Linked DNA regions of Bombyx mori: region 2 is linked to region 1. Evidence: chromatin contacts called from public Hi-C data. All regions are on one chromosome and are shown on one strand. Each heading gives the region's core, a stretch centred on a gene start, on an enhancer-like site or on the middle of the called end of the contact. The rest is flanking DNA. Distances are from core to core; before and after follow the strand shown. Region 1 overlaps LOC101743327. Region 2 holds the start of LOC101743327.

Region 1 (4,431 bases), core at 1,306-3,805:
GTACCGAAAGACGTATCGTGAATAGGCCTTCCCAAGGGTGAATCGATGAGTTATTGAGGTTCGCAGGAATCCGCTGGATGCAAGCAGCTCAGGACTGGTCGTTGTGGCGAAACTTGGGGGAGGTCAGCTGTGAACATCAGTGAGATGAAACGTAGATAGAATAAATTTTCGGTGGTGTGACGTGTTGTCATCCCTACTGAGTTACAACCGTGTCCTCGGCAACAAATACGCGAACCGGTTTGCATACTGGTACCAAACATGGGCACCGCAGTCGAATTATACGAGTATTTAACAAAAAGCGACTCCGACCGAACTTAGAGTGGAGTGTGATCAGTGAACAAAACGTGAAGGAAAGTTTTGAGAGTTAAATTTATTGCAAACGTAAACTAAGCGATTTTAAATGCACATTCAGAGCACGTACAGACGAAAAGATGCCACGCCGCGAACGTCATCGTTCGAAACAATAGAAACTTCGAACAATGAACATTCTGACGTCACAATTGACCAGAAGTTAAGATCTTTGATATTACAATAATATTCTGAAACTGGCGGGTATTTATTTTCTTTTAAGAAGTAAGGATTACTGTTGGCTCGAAGGCCTTTCCAGTTTCAATAGGACAGATGGGCGAGCAAAATTAAAGACGGTACCTATCCATGCGACCATAAAAGTAAAGTGTAACTTTAAAAACAAAATATGTGATTATCCTTCCGACTTACAAATCGCTACGTCGACGAAAGGCCGACGCTTACAAGGCACTTACAACTAGGAAACATATTATCCTAAAATTTAGTTTATCATTGAAAGATTACTGGTGACCCGGAGGCCTTTCCAGTTTCACCAAAAAAAAAGCAGAAGACAACACGACGCCGGTGGGCGCCATCCCTTGGCTTAATCAAGCCTTCGTATTATGTATATATCATGCCGATGTTTTTGTGGCCGTACACGCTGCCAGCAGTTCTCTCCTCCTCCATTTCATCCTGCACCCACATCAACCCTGCCCTGTGCGGCAAGGAGCTTCTGCCCGGGTAGTGGGGTTCACCCCGAGGCCCGTTCCGTGCCCCCGTAAGGGGGTACGACGACCCCGATTGATTGATCAGGACAGGTAGGCGAGCGAAGGCTCAACCAGGGGGGAAGGGATTGGCTAACTGCTGCCCGAGAGCCTCCGAAGGAGAACTAACAGCTCAAAGACAGCTGCTTCGTGAATGCATCTATCCCGGTATTTCCTAAGCGCTACGTGTCATTCTTTAAACAAGTTAACGCGGTCCTTCAGTGACCGCTTACCAACAAATGGAGCGTGCGTCCGTCTGCCTTCTAATTAAAAAATAATACTAACTTCTCGCCCCAGCATAAAGATATTCTGTTGACAGCACCTAACTAAAGTTACTAGTCGTAACTAAGCTTACTCATTTTATAAGAAAACAATATCTTGTCGATGATGACAATATGACTGACATTGTATAAATTGCTGAGTGTCGCGTAATTATTTACATAAAACATGCCATTTTCAATTTGACTTTAGCAAGCGTGCCGCTCTCAAATTATTTCATCAATCCCATAATTCCATATATGTAGTTATATATATTATTATAATATAGTTATAGTTTGTCGGGCTTATTGTTTTGTAAGTGTATCGGTTCATATCAGATGCGGGAAACCGCAGAACTATGTTTCTAAAATGTCTAACAAAGCCCGAAAAGCAGTAATTTTTGAGTTACCTATATGTGTGATTCATTTTATATAGTATTATGTGTAGTATTTTAAAAATATTATTAAGATTTATTGTGTACGTTGATGTACATAATAATATGTGCGTATTATAATGCGTATTAGTTGGTTGCAATACAATTGCTTTTTTTTTTTTTTTTTGTGTAAACTCATATTTCTAAATTTCTCTTTTTTTTCTTATCTACTACTATCTACTTATATGTGATTTTGATGGTGGAAATATGTTGGATTATTTTTTTAACTATTTTTTTAAAATATTATATTTTTATTTTGTATTGTTGGTTTCCCAAGTAAATAAATAAATAAATAAATGGTGGTAGAAACAAACATGGACATTTCTCGACAGATACAAAACACCAATAGTGTTCAATTAAACTTCAAATTAAATTATCTAAGTGAAGACCCTGTCTAAATCACACAAGTGATTTAAAAGAACGAACCGTAAACACAGATGGACGAAATTATTTTAAATTTTTAACGAAAATGGAGTAAATTATTGAACTTTACTAAAAAGAATCGAATTATCACCTTGTAATGTCTGTGAAAATAGCTGTGCCCTATGAGCTGATTTTAGTAACTATTCTGCTTCCGCTAAAAATTAATTCCGTCTAATTAATATTTATCAGCTAAGACTTGGGCCGAGAATTTTATGCGACACTATAATTTACAGTATCACCATCAAAATTCGTGAAGTGGTCAACCCTGGACGCATTCATAGAACTATTAACATGTGTATGAATAACAAATTAAAATCAATGTCTGTAGACGTAGTATCAAGTATGTAGACGTGCATCGCCTACGCGTTTCTGAACCATTCACGAGATTGTGACGAAGCATCGTACAGTTGTTGGTATTCCAAGAAAGGCTTAAGTCATAGTGTTACGTGGGACGTGTTATAAGTGGCACACATGTAGTTTCCATAAATGTGTGTATTTAATACATTTAGTAATAGTAATTGTGAAACTTATTTCATTAGATCGTATTTCATTAGAAACATTGGTACCTGTTTGCGGGATTCGAACACCGGCCCACTTGTATCGCTTGATACGAATGCACCAGATGTCTTATCCTTGAAGACCACGAAATATTCATAATTATGTATTCAAAAATATTTTATTAATTAAATATTTTCAACAATTTATCTTTTTTTTCCTACCTATACTGATAGCCTTGAGAGGATATTTCAGTTTCGCCTTGACGTATACGTCAGCTCACGGGGCTCAAACCGGGAGTGTTGCTAACACTTTAGCGGTAGGCAGCGGCTTGGCTCTGCCCCTGGCATTGCTGAAGTCCATGGGCGACGGTAACCACTCACCATCAGGTGGGCCATTTGCTCGTCTGCTTACAAAGGCAATAATAAAAAAAAACACTGGCCCTAGAAAGAGCAGTGCTTTGCAGAATCTAACACCGGATCAGAAACGCGACCCACTGAGAAAATTCGACGAGAAACTCAGTGTGCTGTGTCTGTGGGTTAATTTACTCGTCGAGCCCTCCGTCGCAAGCGATGGGTTCGGCGAGGACGATGACCGGTGCTTGAGGAACCTAAAAGCACCGTTAGTGGATCGGGTGTATCCGTTATGACGTGTTTAGGGTGACGTTGGCTGTTTACCATTCGGTCTACAGGATCGAGTATGTAATTTCTGGCAGCCACGATAAGAGGATTTTACGTGTCGTGCCGCCTTCTCAAAGTGGCGCAATGATGCCGACTGTATATACTTACTGACTGAGTCAAACTCCAAGACATGATGGAGATCCACATTCCTTAGGAACCATGATGCTCCAACAGCTATCCTGCAAAAACAGGATTAAATGACTTGAAGGAGTTTTCTGTTAGGGCGGGCCGCGTGAGCGAACACTACGCTTGCATGGGTCATGACAAGTTTTGTAGAGTGTCACCTTATTACGAAGGAACAATTTACTTCGCTTGCAAATCATAGGATAACAATTTATCGGTGTCACATCGTTCTTCATAAATTTTATTCTTTATTTAATTACTAGCGACCCACCCTCGCTTCGCTTCGGAAACTGTAATGTATCATTGATTTCTCCACTATTTAATGGATGTTATTATAAATATAAACCTTCCTCTTCAATCACTCTATCTATTAAAAAAAACGCATCAAAATCCGTTGCGTAGTTTTAAAGATTTAAGCATACATAGGGACAGACAGATATAGAGACAGAGAAAGCGACTTTGTTTTATACTATGTAGTGATTTCCAAAAGCAATTTTGTCGCTTTGAATTTTAATGGCGGGTTTAGCGTTGCGTTATACGTTGCCGTTTCAGTAATACTTCGAACTTCGAGTAATGCTACGCACAACAGCCTTTTTTGAGGAAATTATAATTTTGAATTAAAATTAAATCAGGTAATATACGGGTCAGTGGTTTTTGTGTAATTTTGCAATTTTTTATTTTTTTATTGCTTATATGGTTGGACGAGCTCACAGCCCACCTGGTGTTACGTGGTTACTGGAGTCCATGGACATCTACAACGTAAATGCGCCACCCACCTTGAGATATAAGTTCTAAGGTCTCAAGTATAGTTACAACGGCTGCCCCACCCTTCAAACCGAAACGCATTACTGCTTCACGGCAGAAATAGGCAGGGTGGTGGTACCTACCCGCGCGGACTCACAAGAGGTCCTACCACCAGTGAATCCAGACCAACCTAGGCTTCGACCCGATAACCGATTACTGATTTAAC
Region 2 (4,431 bases), core at 1,293-3,792, 100 kb before region 1:
TGACTAGGCGTTAAGTATTTAGTTTTGACATAAATGCTACTAATATTATAAACGCGAAAGTAAGTAAGTAAGTAAGTTTGTAAGAATGTGCGCATGTATGTTTGTTTCTCCTTCAAAAAGTACTGAATCGATTTTGATGAAAGTTTACAATAATAAAGCTTGCACATCAGAATAATACATAGGTTATATTTATAAAGATATATTGTGAATTACCCAAAATATCACGATAAATGTCAAGTAAGTAAGAAAATTTCTGCCATCTGCAAGCTATTCTGGTTATTATAATTTTGCGGGTTTGATTTTTTTACACGATGTTATTCCTTAACCGTGGAAGACAATCGTGATTTACCCCATGATCTGTAATCGGAGTAAAATGTCCCTTCGGAACAAGGTGACACTTTACAAAACTTGCATAAGGCCCGTCATGACTTACGCGAGTGTTGTGTTCGCTCACGCGGCCCGCACGCACATAGACGCCCTCCAATCTCTACAATCCCGCTTTTGCAGGTTAGCCGTTGGAGCTCCGTGGTTCGTGAGGAACGTTGAGCTACACGACGACCTGGGCCTCGAATCAATCCAGAAATACATGAAGTCAGCGTCAGAACGGTACTTCGATAAGGATATGCGTCATGATAATCGTCTTATTGTTGCCGCCGCTGACTATTCCCCGAATCCTGATCACGCAGGAGCCTGTCACCGTCGACGCCCTAGACACGCCCTAACGGATCCATCAGATCCAATAAACCTTTGCATTAAACGCCTTAGGAGCAGGCTTAGTGACCCCGGTAGTCGTACTCGTCGAACTCGGCAAAGAGTTCATCGTGCAACCTGACCCATGAATCAGCTCGCTGAGTTTCTCGCCGGGTCTTCTCAACGGGTCGCGATTGCGACCCGGTAGTAAATTCATTCGCGAAGCAGCTGCTTTTGAGTTGTTAAGTCTCCTTCGGAGGCGTTCGGTCAGCAGTTAGCAAATCCCACCCTTCCTTCAAGCCACCAGTAATCCTTTAATCTTAAAAAAAAAACAATCGTGAACATTTGTTAAGTACGTATTTAATTGGAAAAATTTGCACCTGTCGTCGGGATTCGAACGCCGCGCCGTTGCATCGCAACATCCTTTGCACCGGATGTCTTATCCTTTAGGCCACGACGACTTCACATATAATGTAAAATGGAAACGTTTATCATAAATAGTCTCACAAAAAAGCCCGTAACGGCTTAAATCTATCTTTTATGTGTAAGCAATTATCCCCAAAATAGTGAACCATGAATATAAGAAGAGGAAAGATTAGATTTTTTGGTTGTCACATTCTTTTTATTGTGTTTGTTACTGTCTGGGCCAGATTTACTTGAAAATTTAAAAGAAAAAGTATAATGAATTAAAAAGAAAATTCAATAAGATCAATTACCGTTCCCGAAGCAAAGCTAGAGCGGCTCGCTATATTATTATTTTATAAGGACAGCATAGTTTCTTTCTTCTTCTTCTTTATAAAAACATATATAGTTAAACTACACTGAGACAGCTGACTTTGAAATATAGTCATATCGATGTCGTTTATGTCGTAAACATTAACAAATGTAGTTTTTTTTCTTTAAATCACGCTTTAAAGGAAAATTAGGGGATTAACCGCTGTATGTACATGTTTTAAAAATTGTTTTTCCGATGAGTGTGAATTAACGGTTGAAAGTTTCTGGGAATCGAACCCGGGACTCTTGGCCCGGCAATCAGGGTCACTAATAAAATTAATTGCTGCACCATAAAGTCAGTCAAAATATTTTCTTTTCGGATACGTTTTTTGAAGTTATACTTCTTTAGGCGCGTTATGAAAAATTGATGTGTGAAATTTTACGATGCGCGCGCACCGTGACACAAAATTAACAGAAATGAAGTTGCCCACTAAATCGCTCATTACAATACGACCGACGTAACTTGGCGAGTCTTCTGAACCGTACCGAGAATTACCGAATTTATACGATGTCAAGAAAAGATATGCGTGTTTGAGGATGTTGATTAATCGATTTTTTTCAAATTGATTAAAATTTAAATAAAAAAAGAAATAAATTTAATAAAAATAAAGTATAACTTCTTACGCACGTACATAAGTACACGCACCCTTTTTTTTATTTATACTTTGATAGCGTTTTTATAAGAACACTTCATGGACGGCCAGATCATTTTCTGTCACAGAGAACTTTTCATAATAACTTTCAATAGATTGGTACACGAATATTCGCCTTATACCAACCGGATAGAGTTTCAAATATGTATTACTTTTGGCACCTTTAGTATTTTATGTATATGTTACCACAGCAATTTCGTTATGTTTATCGCCCCGCCCAATTTGAATATCACAAGTGTATTCATCAAAAATAGTCGTGAAAACGAAAACACATGAAAAATTCGTGTGCGAATGTAGTTCCAAATTCAACGGTAACACCATACATTTTTTTTTTGTAACCATATTTGTGACCAGACTGTGTTTATGAAACGCAAATAATGATTATCGTTTCCGCATTGAAAACAAAACAAAAGCCTTATTTTTCATTCTTTATTTCCTGCACGTTCATCCCCTCCATTCGCGTGGAGAAAATGGCGGGCGCGCGCTTCAGTAGTCTACGGATGAGAGCGCGTGCGCACGCCGCCATTGGCGCGAAATAACATCGACGTAATATATAAATAAACGAAATATACACGAATTATTGTTTAAGTGCAGTGCTAGTACATTAAGTTGTTCAGTTGATTATTAAATGGTTTAATAGTAGTGACTTAGTTTTCGTTGTCTTCAATGTTCCAGCTGTCAAAATAAGAGGATTAATTTGAGGTGAGAGATGTTTTGTTTTTGCATAAATTTTCCTTAATCTTTCGCGTATTTTTTTTACGTTTTATTAAATTTAAACTTATATACACTAATCTTAAGATTAAACTTAACAGAACTTAAACAGAACTTAAGCCGGAATGTCGATAAAATTGTTTTGCAAACTAATTGAATTGGATAAATCGAAGTTTAATACAATACTGACCTGACTATATCTATAGATGACAGCAAATGTTCTTTTACTTATGGTAGACAACACTGTCCACCACTGACCAGTTCCATAAGGCACCAGAAATCAGCAGTCAGCTTTAAAACTTTAAAAGCATTATCTTAATTACAATATCGTAGTTACTTACCAACCATTGTTTACATACTACGTATATTCTAAAACATCAGACGATCGTCCTACTACAAGCTTTCGGGAAGAATTTTCACGACATTAAGTATTACACAACCTTTCTTTTTTCTTTATCTCTTCAACATTTTCTTTAGGTGAAATAATATCTTTCCAGATTATATTCTGATTGGTCTTATTATTATAATTTTAAGCTTGAGAGCAATGTTGGAACAATGGAATCGTAGGCGTGGATGGCAATTATGGATATCAATTTGCTAAAAAAGTATGTTTGATGGACGATGAGAACATAGTAGCGGCTTGTGAGATGTGTATTATCGTTGCTGCCGCTGACTACTCTTCGATTCCTGTTCAGGCAGGAGCCAGTCACCGTCCACGCCCTAGACACGTCCTTACGGATCCCTCAGATCTATTAACCTTAGCACTAGATGCCTTTAGCTCTGATATTAGGAGCCGGCTTAGAGTGCCAAGTAACCGTACCGTAAAAGTTCCACATGCAATGTAACCCATACATCAGCCCACTGAATTTCTCGTCGGATATTCTCAGCGGGACGCGATTCCGATCCGGTACTAGATTCATCCGCGAAGCAGCTGCTCTTGAGTTGTTAGGTCTCCTTTGGAGGCGCTCAAGCGCTGTTAGCAAATCCCATCCCTCCTGGGTGAGCATTTGCTCGCCGACCTGTTCTAGCGAAACTGGAAAGGCCTTTGGGAAACAGTAATCCTACCTTTTTAAAGAAAATTAGTGTATTATGTCATTACTAAAGTAATTTTTTCCTGTTCCATTCTATACTTGTAAATGGTCTATAATGCATAATATTGTCGTCTCGGCTTTTGGCTAAGCGCCATTGCAGCTTTCGTCGTAAATCAAATTCCTACGCCTCGTATCGCCTTCTGATCAATTTTGATGTCGGCATCCAAGACAAATTAGCTTTTCCTCGTGTAGCTTAAAGTTAATCGCATAGTCTTTTCGTGCGATGCGTCTAATAATTTGATAATATGTACTTGATAATTTAATTTTAAACAATCTCACTATCCTATCTATCCCAGGGTTTCAACGAAAAAATACATTACTATGTTTCTTTAAACAATCACGATAATAGGACATCCTCAGTCGACTCCAAATAACGCGGGATAAGGGTAAAAATATTACAAATTTAACATTGCGAGTTTTCGACAATACAAAAACGAATTACGCATACGTTATACCATTAGTACCGTCTTTCCTATTTTAAGCGCAAAGCAATAGTGAAACATTTCCTTTCA

What was found. A called contact is a pair of places that touch in the nucleus more often than the background predicts.
Region 2: a contact with region 1 is called in a Hi-C map of whole pupa, with 2.2 times the contacts expected there. The contact joins the promoter of LOC101743327 here to the enhancer-like site in region 1. A contact is called at or near these places in 2 of 7 Hi-C or Micro-C datasets (both in whole pupa).

The regions. Positions count from the first base shown.
Region 1 is chr11:8,256,530-8,260,960 of ASM3026992v2, reverse strand. The region is part of intron 2 of LOC101743327; the gene reads left to right. Among protein-coding and RNA genes, the nearest start is that of TOP2, 48 kb to the right of the region's middle. Within about 2 kb of position 2,555, at least 3 of the 8 cell types and tissues checked have open chromatin away from gene starts, as enhancers often do.
Region 2 is chr11:8,361,107-8,365,537 of ASM3026992v2, reverse strand. LOC101743327 reads left to right here and starts at 2,542. Exons shown (of 7, transcript XM_004931546.5): 1 at 2,542-2,819.